Linked DNA regions of Drosophila melanogaster: region 2 is linked to region 1. Evidence: chromatin contacts called from public Hi-C data. All regions are on one chromosome and are shown on one strand. The core of a region is the stretch at or near the end of the contact, and the rest is flanking DNA. Distances in the headings are between cores, read along the strand shown. Region 1 holds the start of eIF2Bepsilon (eukaryotic translation initiation factor 2B subunit epsilon). Region 2 holds the start of Pi4KIIIalpha (Phosphatidylinositol 4-kinase III alpha).

Region 1 (7,670 bases), core at 2,807-5,306:
GATAAGCCATGACGAGAATGGGGATCGCCATCGCCGACAGATTGCAGTCAACTTCCAGCGCCAGTATGCCTTCAACATCGTGACCATCGAGCGCATCAACGCCGAGCTCATGTTCGAGCTCACCAAGGTGCAGGAGCTGTCCTCCAGCCTGACACGCAATCCCAATGTCCAGGCCATGATTTCGCCGACATATTTGCGCGAAGAGTGCCGCGCCAAGGCGTCACAGACGGTCGACGACATCAACAAGGGCATGGTGAAGAATACGCGGATGATAAAGCTGCTGAAGGACCTGACCACGCTGTTGATCGTGACCCAGAATCTCGGCGGCGACTGCGAAGTGAGCGAGGTTAACGAGGTGCTCGAAGGCTGCCTCGAGGAAGTGCGCAGCAATCTAATCTGCAGCGAAAACCGCGAGGTGTTCCAGATGAGTGTCCAGGGGCGGCTGGAGTACATAGCCATGGACATCAGCAGACGCTTGGAGGAGAAGAGCTTGAGTCGCGTGGCGGATGGCGACGACGATATTAAATCGCTGAAATCCGAGGACGAGACCGATGAGGACCATGTGCAGGATCACAAGCATGGGGCAGATGAGGAGCCCGCCGCAGATACCTCCAAGACAAAAGCGAAAGGCAGTCCAAAGCAGGTTGAAGGGAAGGAGAACAGCGAAGTTGACAAGATGGACCACAGTAGCCATCCCATGGACACAGACACAGAGAAGGAAGAGAAACTGGAATCTGGCGGGTCGGAAAACGCAGGGTATGCGAGCCAGCAGCGACAAGACGAGGATCAGGACACCGAGGAGCAGCACCTCGATCTGGAGGAGCAGCACCTGGACCCGGAGGAGCATCACCTGGACCTGGAGGAGCAGCACCTGGACCCGGAGGAGCAGCACCTGGACCTGGAGGAGCACCACCTGGAACTGGAGGAGCAGCACCTGGACCCGGAGGAGCAGTCACTCAATCCGGCTGTGACCGAGGACACGCAGATCACCATTGAGTCGATGAAGGAATCCGATGAGGAGTTTCAATCGGCCGCCGAGACCGAGGAGGACGACATGGTCGGCCTGATCATGGAAGAAGAGGAGGAAGAGGAGTTTGTGTACGATAAGGATCTGTAGAGGACTAATCGATGTCCAATACCCGCATCTTTAGTCTCTTTTCTACGCCGGCCTCCTGGACTTTAGCTTAGGTAAAAGTTTTCGTGAAAAGTTTTCAATAATACGCTGCAATAGGAAATTTAACAAAATAATCCGCATAGCTTTCTGACTGACTATCGTTTTTTTTTTTAAATACCAGGAAAGGGTTTTTAAAAATTCAAAAAGCATTGGTACTATTACACTTTTTTAAATATTGCATTGACTTTGTAAGAAAGTTTAATAACAAATTTATAGCAAGTCTTCAATAAACAAGAAAATATTTTTTTTTACAAATTTTGAATTTTTCTAAGTGGAACATTTTTTGCGAGAAATGTGAAAAAATAAAAATGTTCAGGCTTGAATGTCAGTCGATTTGGATTTTAATTACAAGCTCAACGATGCATCACACTTCATCTTTCGCCAATTATTTCCGACGTTGTGGCCAAAAAACTAGCAGATTTCGGACGCAAAGTCGAAATTTGGCCAAAATATGTCGATGTGAATTTTCGAGCGACCTTACATTAATTTTCCATTTCCTTAGAATGAGCAAGGAAATGACTTAAACAAATGGGAATAAAGAATAAGGGCTACGACTTTGCTTAGTCATCGTCCTCCTCGTCATCATCTTCTTCGCTGGATTGATCCAACCAAGCCACGAGCTTGGCGAGGCTTTGGCGCAGGTGTGCATGCTCCTCCTCGTCCAACTGCGCGTACCACGCCTGAATGGCACTCTCGGACACAAAGTCCTTGTCGTACAGATAGTGCACGATCTGCGAGATCTTCCCCCGCACTAGATGATTCTCCTCGTACACATCCTGCGGGAAAAGGGATTGGTAAAGTGGGTGTGGGTTTGTGTGAAAATTATGGGGACTTCACCTCCAGCGCCTTGAGACAATCCATCATGGAATCCTCGCTCTTAATGTAGTTGGATACCACAGGGCCCAGTTGTTTAAAGGCTGCGTTTATGGCCACTAGTACGTTGTCGTTGGCCGGTTCCACGATGCTCTGCATGCCAAAAACGGCCTTCACCACGTTGAAGTTGACTTCTTTGAGGGACATGTTGTACGCATAGCGCGAGGAGTTGATTTCTAGGACAAGGAAGTCAGGGTTGGACTTCTCCCGGAAGCCCCGTGTCAAGGAATCGATGACTTCGCCCAGGAAAACTAGAATTGGCAATTGGTAAACATGATTAGAATGACTTTCAACTGCACTTGTGGACAACACTCACTGTTTGTGTCATCGGGCAGTGGCGTTACCGCTCGCGAGGCATCCTCGTCGTCCTCGCTAAAATCGCTGCAGTAACTGATCTCGTCCAGCGGCGCCAGCAAGTCTCCCATTTTGGGTATACTGAGCGGCTGCTGTGGCAACAAGTCCTCGCACTCCGAGTCCTCGGGATCACCCGTCGTCAAATCGCTGACAATATAGGCATGCGGACCGATGGACTTCAGCTCCACTACCACCTCATCATCGCTACGCCGTCTGCTGGGCGTTCTGGTGATAAGGGTCTTCGCCAGCGTTTTCTTGGCAGGCAGCACGCTTTTAGCACCGAGCACACAGCCCGCGCTCACGTCGCAATCCTCGTTGATGATGGCTCCTTCGCCCACCACGCAGTGCTCCAGTCTGCAGTTGTCCATTACGGTGACGTCGGCCATGAGGAACGCATTGGTCAGTCGACAGTTCTTGCCGATCCGGCAATTGGCGCCAATCACGCTGTCACTAATCACTGAGCCACTGTCTACGTGACTGCCCGCTTCGATGACCACGTTCTGGAGCAAAGCCACTTTCGAGACATGCGCCTCGGGGCTCTTGTAGATGTTGTCCTTGTGGAAGACGTACTCCTGCTGCAGCTTGTAAAGGCCTATGTCCGGAACGAAGGGGTAGGCCCACCGGTTGATAATGTCCCGACTAACCAGCTGGTAGGCCGGCCAGTTGTTCACCTTGTGCGCGTACTGGGCTGCCGGGAGCAGTGCCACATATATCCTGCTGTCCAGCAGTTCCTCGTTTATCAACAAACCCCTGACGAAGTCATCACGCGTCTGAAAGTCAAAGTTGTCGTTGAACAGGGACAGCATTGAGGGCGAGCCAATGGCAATCTGCGGATCTAGGAGGTTGTGGTGCAGCGCCACACACGAGTTGCCCAGAAAGACATCTAGTGGTAGTTGGTAGCGATTCTCCTTGTGGTGCATCCGCAGCCGCTGGTGGTAGTGCAGCCGGTCGTTGCGACGGTCCACGGCGATCAGCACCTCGTTGCCAGTGCGCACATTGTTGGCACACTCCTTGAACACCAGCGTGGCGGCCGTGCCCTTGTCGAACTTGGCCTGCCGCTTGTGCTGCTCCAGCACTGGGCGCAGATCGGCATTGGTCACCGTATCGGCGCCGAGCAGAATGAAGTGGCCACGGATCAGCGCCTTATTGTCCAAATCACGCATGGCATCGCCGAAGCAGCGACAACCCTCGCCGCCAATCACATGGACGGTCATCTTGAATGACCAGGCTGCGTCCGTGGCAATGCCGGCCCTGCAAAAAACGCGAATCGAGCGTTTAGCACCCATAATTGCATCATCCTGCCAGCTGCCGCAACTGAACCCACCTGATGTGCTCCCGGATGCTCGAGCGATAGAGGCTGGTGTACACGAACACCTCCTCCACGCCGCTGCGGTTCAGCGCCATGAGAGCGTAGTCAAGCATCCGCACGTTGACCAGCGGCAGCAGGGCCTGCAAAGAATCCAACGGTCGACAGTCAATGGATATTCACCTATTCCAGTGGCGCTCACTCACCGTAGAGCCCTCGTCGGAGAGGGGCTTGAAGTTCCACACATTGTTGTCGGCGATCAGCACCGCCTGAACGATCTCCTTCTCGAATTGGGCCATCTTCTCGCGTTGCAACCCAGTAGTTTCCCCAAAAATTCAACTCGTTTGCTGGCCACTGGAGCGATTGCGGCACGCGGTATGCGGTATGTAATGGCACTTGCAGGCTGGTCACACGCTTAGTCGGGTCGCCAACCAATTCTGATTGGACTCGCTCGAACGCCGCATTTCGTAGCATTGCCACACTGGTCACACCGCGAAAACGGCTACAAGAGTCGCCCGGAAAATAATTGGAAATAAATAATGATCGCAGCGCGGTAATTAGCACGCGTGCCACTCTGTCTGTGCTGTGTGTACTAACACCCACCTCTCCCGCGCCCCATCAGCCGGCCGAGCCTAGTAAGATCGCGCTGGATTGCCAATAATTGTCATCGCATTGCCGATGAATAAGTGCCCCTGGGCGCGAGTGTGTGCGTGTGCGTGTGTGTGCGATACACCCACCTTGATGGAGGCAACAACAACAACAACACAGCAAGCGAGAAAACAAACAAACGGCTGCGATAAGCACTGAACACGATTCCACAACTCAACTGCTCTTCCGCCACGGTCGCGCTGCCCAAGAGCAGGGTCACCCCCCGGCCAGTTGCAGTGACGCCCTCGCCACCAGAAACCAAGCAGCCAGCTCCCAGTCCAGCGAAGACCCGAAGAATTCCCATTCGCAGGCGACCCCGCAGCAGACGAAGACAAGTCACTGGGCGTTCGCGCCAACTATAAATAGAAAAGAGCAACGACGCAAACAAGCAAACTGTCCATACAGCCCATATCCATATCTACACGCACATTTATCGACGCAGAAGAAAAACCCCTCAAGTACTGCCCTTCATTCAGCGATTAGCGCAGCCATCTCTTCGCAAACAGGCGGCGGAGGAGAATCCGACTTGGCGGGGAAAGCGAAGCGCACTCGAAAACCCTATCAGTACTCAGAATCCGGAGACAAATGGACACGTTGAGCGAGGCAGTGGCCAATGGAACCGCGACTGCGGCCACCAGGACGACCAAGGACATTGTCAAGGAGCGCTTCAAGGAGGACGAGACCATAGAATACGTAAGCAATCATCAGATCTGGCGAATCAAAGCAGGCGAAGGTTTAGAAAGGAGTGTTGGTCAATCATGATTGACTTTTAAAGTATAATGACGAATATTAGCAGGAAACATGCTAAATACACTAAAATGATGATTAATTATCGCTAACAAGTAACCTTACGCCTAAATCACACTCACGTCTTCGCTCAGAAAAAAACCTAAAACGGCTGCTATTAAACAATCCTTTGCTTATAGATATTCGAGGCGTATCAGATCAAAGGACCAGAGTACTCCAACCGTCTTCTGGCCCTGGTTTCATCGCAGTCGGGCGGCACGTTTGCCATCATCGCGTTCTCCTACTTGCGCACTCCATTGTCCTCCGCGAACGAGCTGATCATCAACAAGGTGTTCGCAATCGACCACAATTTCCAGTTGCGACAGGGTGAGATGAAGGGTGCATGTTCATCACACAGCTTGACTATGCTAGCCAAACAAATTGCCCAGTAACTGTTTGTCAAGTAGTCACAAAACCAATAAGTTTGCGCTCATTATTGGCCATAACAGATTACGACTGCATTTACTTATGATAATATTGGTATCTCAAATAGTTTCAGCTGAGATGAAAGCAAACTAATTAGTGAAAGCTCGCTCTTTTTCATATATCATTTTCCAAATTTTTTGCAGACAGCAAGAGCTCGATCACCACGCAACAGTTTGACCTGTCCACAGCCGAGGATGGCCCCATCAAGTACTACTACTACGCCACGGAGAGCCACCACTACGAGGAGTTTGTGGCCAAGGTGATTTCCTTCAAGAGCACCATGGCGCAGCATGATCCCGAGACGGTGCTTAACTTCAGGTGGCTGAATGACTACCGGCAAATCGGAGAAGTGAAGCAGGAGCTGAAGAAGCGGGAGAGCGAGTACATTGTCTACAAGGACATAATGTGAGATGGAAAATGCCCTGTCAAGCAAGAGTTCTCACGCACATTTATTCAATCCTTGCAGCATCTACTGCGCCACTTGGAATGTGAACAACAAGACCTGCAGCGACAGCAACAATCCACTGCGAGCCTGGCTGGCTTGCAGTGAGAAGCCGCCGGATATCTACGCGATTGGACTGCAGGAGCTAGATACTCCCACAAAGGCTATGTTGAACTCCACCCAGGTGCAGGCCATCGAGAAGCAATGGATGTGAGTGTGCCACATAAGTTATATAGCCTCGTTACCGAGAGTCTAAGTTGGTTCTTTCTCCCGCAGCGATAAGATGATGGACAGCGTCCACCCTGACGTAGAGTACGAAATCCTGATGTCGCACCGCCTGGTGGCCACCATGCTGACGGTCATCGTGCGCAAGCAGCTGCGGCAGCACATCATACGCTGCCGACCAAAGTCGGTGGCCCGCGGCATCTTCAATACGCTAGGCAACAAGGGCGGTGTCGCCATTAGCCTGCAGCTCAACGAGGGCAACATCTGCTTTGTGAACTCCCACCTGGCCGCCCACATGGGCTACGTGGAGGAGCGGAATCAGGACTACAACGCTATCGTGGAGGGCATACGCTTCGATGATGGCCGAACAATCAGTGACCATGAGTAAGTTTGGGGAAGAAGGCATAAGTATAAGTCAGTATTATTTCACTCCATCTCTGTCTTTTTCTAGTCACATCTTCTGGGTCGGCGATTTGAATTACCGCATCCAGGAGCCGCCCGGCCAACAGCGACCAGGACCACTGAGCGATGCCCAGACATACGAGCTGCTACTGCAGTACGACCAGCTACGTCAGGAGATGCGGCGTGGAAAGTGCTTTGAGGGCTACACCGAGGGCGAGATCAAGTTCCGGCCGACGTACAAGTATGATCCGGGCACGGACAACTACGACAGCAGCGAGAAGCAGCGGGCGCCGGCCTACTGCGATCGAGTGCTCTGGAAGGGCACGCGCATCGAGCAGCTGGCCTACAACAGCATCATGGAGATTCGGCAGAGCGATCACAAGCCCGTGTACGCCGTGTTCCAGGTCAAGGTCAAGACTCGCGATGAGGTCAAGTACAAACGGGTGCAGGAGGAGGTGCTGAAGGCAGTGGACAAGCGGGAGAACGACAACCAGCCACAGATCAATGTCGAGAAGACGGTCATCGATTTCGGGACTGTGCGATTTAACGAGCCGAGCACACGGGACTTCAACGTCTATAACAACTGCCCACTACCTGTGGACTTCAGTTTCAAAGAGAAGGATATACACGCCATCTGCGAGCCATGGCTGCACGTCGATCCGCGCCAAGACTCGCTGCTGATCGACTCCGCCCGAAGCATTCGGCTGAAAATGAACGCCAATGTGCGCACCATTGCCGGCTTGCTTCGCAAGATCCGTGCTAGCGACAACTTCGATATTCTCATCCTGCACGTGGAGAACGGGCGTGACATCTTCATCACGGTTACGGGCGACTATCAGCCCAGTTGCTTTGGCCTTTCCATGGAGACGATGTGCCGCACCGACCGTCCATTAAGCGAGTATTCCCAAGATCAGATTAAGCAACTCGTGAGTTCCCTTCATTTTTGTAATTACGAAGTTTTTCTACTGATCACGAACCACGTTTCGTTGCAGATGAATGACGAATCACCGGAATACCGTGTGACGATGCCCCGG
Region 2 (7,670 bases), core at 1,941-4,440, 700 kb after region 1:
CGATGCCGACGACTTGGTGCTGGTCAAGAAATCCCGCAGTGGCAAGCGCGAATCGCCCGATGCGCTGCGTAAGCGTCCCACAAAGAAGACCACCGCGGACCATTGAAAAGTGGATGGAGGCGGAGATGATATGAGATGATATGGAACGAAAGAGGGACCACCATTAACCACCGAAGGCTAGACCAACGCCCGTGCGACGCTTGAGCCAAAGACTAAATAGATTTAGGACTAAGTTAGTGAACACAGCCAGCTGAAGTATTCCGGCGGATTAGCTTCAAGCTTCAACTGGTTCTTACTTAAGTGGTGGACAAAAGTGTATCATAGTATAGGTATTAATTATTGATCCAGTTAGAGATTGCCTTGTAGATTGCTGAACTTTGCATTTTCGATGCAGTTGCTCATTCGTTGTTATCTATGCCCAGTTGGGAACCTTCCCATTGCAAGCCAATTAGCTTAAGAAAAAAGCATTCCATTTGTACATGAAATTTTAGCAACAAACAAAGTCGAATCCAATGAATTTGTAAACGAACATAAATTAAAATGTTTCTCTTGAGATTTGACAAGGAGCACGCGCATCTTTAGGCTTCAGCCTCGTCCTGTCTCTTATCCTGCGGCGGCGATCCGTCTGGCCCCAAATTGGGATCTGGATCTTGCGCTTCCGGCTGTTTCTGCTGCTCCTGCGGCCATTCAACATATTCGTCGAAGAGAAACATTCGGATCAAGGTGAGCTGGATGTTGAGAATATAGTGCACGTTGACCATCTTGTCGCCGCGATCCTTGTACTCCAGCAGGGCATCCTCGGCCGATACTGGTCTACTCACGTGATGGCGGCCCTGCCGCAACCTTCGCCGCATCAAACGCTGCCTGTCCATGGAGTCCAGTTTCCGGCTCACGTTTTCCGCCACCGTACGCCCATTGCGGACGTAGTTCCTCCGCCAGCAGGGCAGCTTGCGGAAGCGTCCTAAGACGCCCGAGAACTCGACGACCAGAAATTCGAAGAAAGTGATCCGATTCTCCCGTTCCGAGTCCCTGATCGTCTTCGCCACGGTAAAGTAGTCGTTGATCAGGGACACAAAGACATTGATCAGCAGCACAATGATGACGAAGGCCAAGACGCCGTAGCAGAGAATGCCCAGCCACTTGCCGCCGTGAAAGAGCTCCGATGGCTTCACCTGGGCACTAAAGCCGAAGGAGTAGCACATGCACATCACCATGCTCTTGACTAACTTGTTAAAGTTGCTGCTGTAGTTGCCATTTATGGTGACCACGGCGAAGCAGAAGCCGATAAGGAATATGACAATGGCGATCGCAGTGCTGGCCACCGCCGACCAGGCCAAGTACAGTGTCCTGGTGAACAGCTTGAAGACGCTGGCGAACTGCAGCACTCGCCACAGTCGCAGCGTGGTTATGCAAATCAGAAAGCCGATCGTGATCGTGGTCAATTGGTGCATGCGCGACGGCCGCCGAAAGTCGATGAACTCCATCTTGCTGGCACCCTCCACCTTCTTCATCATGCTGGCCACCAGGGACTCGCGCAGCACCACCAGCACCACCACCAGCACGTTGACCATAAAGATGAACAGATCCAGCTTGTTCCAAACGCTCTTCAGCAGATGCGGCTCGTACCACAACTTGACCGCCAGCGTCTGGGCGAACTGTATGAAGACCAGCACGTAGATGAGCAGTGCCAACAGTCCCGTGTATGGCATCTGATCGACGTTCTCCAGCAGCTTGGCGCTGTCCACCTGCACGTCGGGCACTATGCCGCCGAATGGTGTCTTCTCCACGCGCAGCGTACAAATGCTAAACAGATTCACGTCCACGTTGTACAGCGTAAAGTCGATGAACACCGCCGACGTGTTCAGCGTTAGCCAGTGGTTCTCCGAGAGGTAGTCAATCACCTGGATGGAAGTGCAAGGTATGCGGAGTATGTGGAGTATTAAAGAGATTTTATTAGTTATTATGCACGCCCATCACCCACCTTCATGCTATTAGCCGCGCTCCTGGCCAACAGGCTGACGTAGCCCGCCAACTCTGGATAGCTATTGAGCGAGCCCACATGGTCGAAGTTCATGAGCAGGGCGTCGAGGAACTCAAAGCCCATCTTGATGGGTATCCACGGCTCGTAGATGCGCCAGTACTTGTCGGAGTAGTGGAGTTTGCGGTACGGCAGCTGCCAGTCGGGCATGTAGTATGTATCGGAGAACTTCGGTGGACCGAGGCCGACTTGCGGATTGGACACGCGCAGCTGGCGCAGTCGCATCACGCCCAGTAGCACCGATTGCTCGGCGTGTGCCCAGCCGGGTGAACCGCTTTCGGTGGAATTCGAGTTGAAGGCGAGCACCAGAGTGGACTCGATGAAGTCGAACAGCTGGTTGAGGAAGTACACCTCCTGCAGGCCCGTGTAGTCCGTGTGGTTGTACATAAACAGATCCGTGATGATGCGAGTGTTGTGGTAGAGGGTTTGATCCCTCGTCACCAGCACCAGGCACATCAGGCAGAGAAAGTACGGGCCGTAGATGAAGAGATCGTGGGCGATCATCTTGTACTGATCGTTGAGCTTATAGTTCCTGTAGCGCGAGGTCAGCATCAGGTTGGCGCGCTTGTTAATCAGGCGCTGCTTGAGGAAGTCCCTGCGTTCCTCCTTCTCATCCATCTCATCCTTGTCACATCGCGGCGGTATATAGATCCGCGGTGGCCACAGGGCCCGGTCGATGGACAGGATAACGAACTTGATCGGGTCACCGATGAGGAACTGGAAGATCAGCACTATCACAATGCTCACCAGCATCGTCTTGAACTTGACGTCCTCGTGCTGGAAACCGGCGAACACAGCGATGCATATCATGCAGCCTATTATAATGCCCACCGTGATCGCGAACATGGCCCAATGCGTTTTTTTCACTTTCATTTCGAGCTGTTTTTTTCGCGTATTTTAGATATTTTCGATATTTTCCGCTTTTTAGCCGATTCACTGCCTTTCAAATGCTCTCCCAGCAATTCGAGTTCAGAACTACGAGTGGCGTGAGCTAAAAGGCCAGCTAGACGCGAAACAAAATTAGAATAACTTTTGGAATGTAACATTTTTCAAATGTGTAACGTATTTTGGTCTGCATAAGGGTTAATTCGAATTTTTCGAGACACGACATTCGGTTAGGCGGCTCATTCTCGCGCACTTCGCAGCCAGCGCCACATTTGCTAGCCAATGCGCGCTGGTCACACTGGCGAAAGTAAAATAAAAAAAAATTAGTTTTATTTAATTTCTTGCGAACGAGCCACGAAAATGACGAACGCCTAGCGCGATTGCCCAAAACGACCCACTGAATCAACCGCACCGCACCGCAGCGAACCGCATCGAAACGAACGAACGGAGGAGGAGCAGGTGGCCGCCAGTTAGAGCAGCCATGACGATGACCGCCTCGGATAAATACACGTACCAGCGGACCGTTCTCTGCCTGGCCCGCGTTCTGGCGGGCATCCAGCCCACTCCCTGGGATAAGGTACATGTCCACCTGGCCACCCACTCCACCAGCCACAGCGCCAGCCCCCCTGGCAATCGACTTTTCGCACTGACCTTGAGCGGCGGCCATAAAACAGACATGCGTGGGCGCTCAGGGGGCGGCGGTAAGGCAGTGAGGCGGTGGGGCAGGAGCCCCACACCAAACCAACTCAGTTTGCAAAAGTGCCATTGGAATGTCAACAGTGCAGCGAATCTTCAGCTGTTGCTCACTGAAGCGCTCACACGAAAGCTGCTGATGATTCAGGCACAACAGAGGTGCTGTAGGATATAGTTGTCTTCACATCCGCTGAGGTCACCAGCAGTAGAAGCTATTAGTTAGGCGTATATCATGAGTAGAGTTGTATAGGTCAAGGAATAGGAATAGGAATAGCACTAAGCACAAGACACTGAGACACACACCCCACTAATCTATGGCTTCCTCATGCTACACGCCCACAGGTGCAGACCCTGTTCCGGTATTGTCCGCAGGAGAATGCTGCCGGAGTGTTTTGCCTGGACACGCGGGCCCAGGATGCCGTAATTGCGCTGGGCATTTATTTTCTGGAGGGCGGCTGCCAGCACGAGGGCCAGATTGTGCCCTATCTGCTGCGTCTGGCCAAGTGTCTGCCGAAGGCGGTCTGGATTGACGATGCCCGGAGCAACAAAGTGGAACGTAAGTACTAGCTGCTTGCCACTCGTGTGGCCTGTCGCACAGTTGGTTTATCCTGGCTTCCCCACTTCCATTTGGCAGGCGTTCGCATTCCGTCGGCGGAAAAGTTCAGCTTCTGCTTGAACACCCTGCTGTCCGACATAGCGGCCAAGTGTCCGGATTCGCGCGAGGAGATCATCCTGAATCAGGTGGAAACGCTGAGCGCGCTGGCCAACATAGTCAAGTCGAGCAGGGACAGCAGCTCCGCACCGCCGCCCATCATCCTGTGCAAGGCCACGGTGCCGCTGCTCTTCGGCTTGGCGCGATCGATGGGTCGCTATGCCAGCAACGATCCACCGCTGCTGTGCCGCATTTTTCCGCCCGAGCTGCTGCCCATCCAGAAGGGCGGCGGCCGCGACGGCACCGGCTCGAGCAGCAGTGCCAGCGGCACCTGCGGCGGCTCCTTCAGCAGCAGCGAACGCCTGGCGGCCACGCATCACTTCCGACCCATCATACCGCGCTCCATGTCCGGCAGTCTGGCGCAGGCCCAGAACGCAAGCTACGACGATGGAAGGCAGCGGTGCGCGGGCGGCAAGCCCAGCAAGCCATCGTTGCACAGCTACTTTTCGGTGCCGTACGATCCGCGGACGCACTTCTTCACGCGCTACGGCTCCAGTTTCAACCAATTCCCGAACATGCGCGTCTGCGAATCGCCCACGAAAGGCGGCCCACGACCACTGTATCGTGTGCCTCCGTTTCCCATCCAGCATCTACAGACCATATTCGCGGTGTCCAAGAAGCTGCTCACCAAAGACACCCTCGAACATCTCGACGAGCAGGCAAGCGATATATTTTCGCTGCACCAAATCAAGGGCTATTGCTACAAGAGCTTCTCGGAAACGTTGAACCTGGTCCTGGTGACCCTGCTCAGGGAACTGCTGCAGCATCAGGTTGACCTGCCCACGCCGTTCACCAAGGATGTGCAGGAGTTCGTCAAGCGGCTCTTTCTCAACGGCCAAACGGAGCTGCAGAATAAACAGCAGGATCAGGAACGCGAGCGGCGCGAGGAGAACGGCATCGCGGTGGTCAACAAGTACAAGGTCAATGTGATGGCCAATGCGGCGTGTGTCGATCTCCTGGTTTGGGCCATTCGCGACGAAACGGGTAAGCGCACATCCACGCCGCGGAGCAAACGATCTTGAATTCCAGCGCAAATGCAAATGCAAATGGCAAAATCCAAGCAGCAACTTTATTGCAAAACAGATCGAAAGAGAGAGAGAGGGAAGTAGCTTGAATGTCAGTTAGATGGAGAAAGTTCCATGATTATACTATATTTTCAAATTAGCTCACAATCCATGGTTCATGGTTCTTATCCATGCATTCACTGGAATAACTATGTTTTTCAAAAGAGCTACTTCCTTCTGGTCGAATACATTTACCACGAAATTCGTTTCCATTATCCATTTTATCGTATTTATTGAGTGAATTATGATTTCTTTTGGGTGTTTCGATATCATCAGATTATACATCAGATTCAGATTCAGCCCCTCCTCTCTCTTTCTTCAGTAAGTTTTAGTTATTTCGTTTAATCTCTTTTAGTTTCTTATAGTTTGTTTGTATTGATTTTGTTTTTTGGTGGCCGGAAAACGGAATATGGTTCAGTTGACGTCGACTATAATGTGCCATCCCTGCAGAATGGCTTGCAATTTTTATTGAAGAAAGGTCAAGAGCAGTGTAATCCCCAATAGTTTCGATTCTTTTCACCCACAAAACTGATCGTTAAGGGGGGAGCCATCCGAATCCGAAAGAGCTTTCGTACTAATCCTTCAATTGGGAACACTTTCGTTTCGGTAAACTTCGTTTAATTGGCCATAGTTTGCGTGGATTCCCCCCCTCTTAACTGAAACTACTTTGTACGTCGGTTTTGTGGCTTAATTGTTAATTGCCTGGCCAACGTTCGCTGCATGCTGCAACAGATCCACATCCTCCTGATCCTCTTTTTGTTCCTCGTTCCCTTGTTCCCTTGTTTGCAAACTGCCAAATGCCGCCATTACCGTTTACTAATCAAAATTTGCCACTGATCCCAAAAAACCCAATACAGAGGCGGACAAGCTGTGCGGTCGACTGTCGCAGAAACTGAACCTGGAGCTCAGTCACAAGATCGTGATGGATCACATGCCGCTGCTGATGGTTTGCCTGGAGGGACTGGGCAAGCTGGCCCACAAATTTCCCAACATTGCCGGCACCTCGATCTCGTATCTGCGCGACTTCCTTGTGGCGCCCAGTCCCATTCTGGGCAAGCTTCACGACCATGCCATGCAATCGCTGGCCCAGCAGAAGAAGGAGAAGGAACTAACGCCCTTCAAGATCGCGGTCCAGCACTCGGACTCGCGGACGGCGGTCGTCATCTACGGGGATAATCAAAAGCCGCCCGGCAGCGGAACCGGTCGCAGTGGTCATGCCGCATTCGAGTCACTGCGCGATGCGGCCATTGAGAATCTATCGATCGCCCTGCGCGCTGCCCACACCCTCGATCAGTTCTGTGTGCCAGCTCTGGTGGCCAACGTCTCCAATCGACTCTTCACAGCCGAAAAGTCTGGCAGGTGGGTGCAATATATATATATATATATATATAGTTGACTCATCCGATTATGTTTTCAGTGAATCGCAAGGCGAGTGCCACAAATCCAACCTGGTCAGCTTGAACATCATCGTGATGCTGGGCCATGTGGCCGTGGCGCTCAAGGATACCTCGAAGACGACACAGAATATCCTGCAGTTCTTTATCCAGCGCTTCTGCAAGGTGCCATCGGAGCAGAACGCTCTGATTGTGGATCAGCTTGGCTGCATGATAATCTCGCAGTGTGAAACGCATGTCTTCGATGAGATCATGAAGATGTTCTCGCGCGTCACCGTGCAATCGGCATCGTTGGCGTACACCTCGGATCCGGAGCACAGGAAGCAATTCCATCACGTCTCGGATGCGGTGGTCAATGCATTGGGCAATATTGCGGCCAACATTCAAGGGGATGCCGAGATGCTGGAGCTGCTGGGCAAGCTGCTGGAACTGTTCGTCCAGATCGGTTTGGATGGCGAGCGCAGCTACGACAATACACCGGGCGCCCAGAAGGCCAGCTCGCGTGCTGGCAATCTGGGCATGCTGATACCGGTGATTGCGGTACTGGTGCGCCGCCTGCCGCCGATCAAGAATCCCCGCCAGCGACTGCACAAGCTATTCAAGGACTTCTGGGCCTACTGTGTCGTAATGGGCTTCACCAACGCCCGCCTTTGGCCAGCGGACTGGTACCAGGGTGTGCAGCAGATAGCGGCCAAATCGCCGCTACTCATCTCGCAGACAGCCCACAAATCGGATATGCGGGAGCTCAACTATACGCTGGCCATTAAGAGCGATTCGGTGAACGAGCTGCGTAGCCAGATTCTGGTGCTTCTCGAGCACTCCTCGGACAACGTGGCGACGGCGATCAATAAGCTCTCGTTTGCGCAGTGCACGTACCTGTTAAG

Evidence for each region. A called contact is a pair of places that touch in the nucleus more often than the background predicts.
Region 2: a Hi-C map of the Kc167 cell line shows a contact between it and region 1, with 3 times the contacts expected there. The contact joins the promoter of Pi4KIIIalpha here to the promoter of eIF2Bepsilon in region 1. A contact is called at or near these places in 7 of 107 Hi-C or Micro-C datasets (the D17-c3 cell line, the Kc167 cell line, the S2 cell line and 3 more).

Annotation. Positions count from the first base shown.
Region 1 is chrX:1,918,818-1,926,487 of dm6, forward strand. It overlaps eIF2Bepsilon (eukaryotic translation initiation factor 2B subunit epsilon), which reads right to left and starts at 4,057. Exons shown (of 5, transcript NM_206606.3): 1 at 3,914-4,057; 2 at 3,726-3,850; 3 at 2,364-3,652; 4 at 2,012-2,298; 5 at 1,349-1,950. The coding sequence starts at 4,006. The coding sequence ends at 1,735. It overlaps Ocrl (Oculocerebrorenal syndrome of Lowe), which reads left to right and starts at 4,164. Exons shown (of 9, transcript NM_130606.3): 1 at 4,164-5,048; 2 at 5,282-5,468; 3 at 5,711-5,972; 4 at 6,034-6,219; 5 at 6,286-6,618; 6 at 6,686-7,562; 7 at 7,629-7,670. The coding sequence starts at 4,941. It overlaps mip130 (Myb-interacting protein 130), which reads left to right. Exons shown (of 2, transcript NM_130602.4): 2 at 1-1,501. The coding sequence ends at 1,117.
Region 2 is chrX:2,621,614-2,629,283 of dm6, forward strand. Pi4KIIIalpha (Phosphatidylinositol 4-kinase III alpha) reads left to right here and starts at 3,191. Exons shown (of 11, transcript NM_001272262.2): 1 at 3,191-3,500; 2 at 3,959-4,172; 3 at 4,251-5,312; 4 at 5,811-5,870; 5 at 6,250-6,751; 6 at 6,810-7,670. The coding sequence starts at 3,405. It overlaps brv3 (brivido-3), which reads right to left and starts at 2,962. Exons shown (of 3, transcript NM_130657.3): 1 at 1,982-2,962; 2 at 822-1,901; 3 at 456-728. The coding sequence starts at 2,911. The coding sequence ends at 579. It overlaps Seipin (seipin), which reads left to right. Exons shown (of 3, transcript NM_130656.4): 3 at 1-527. The coding sequence ends at 106.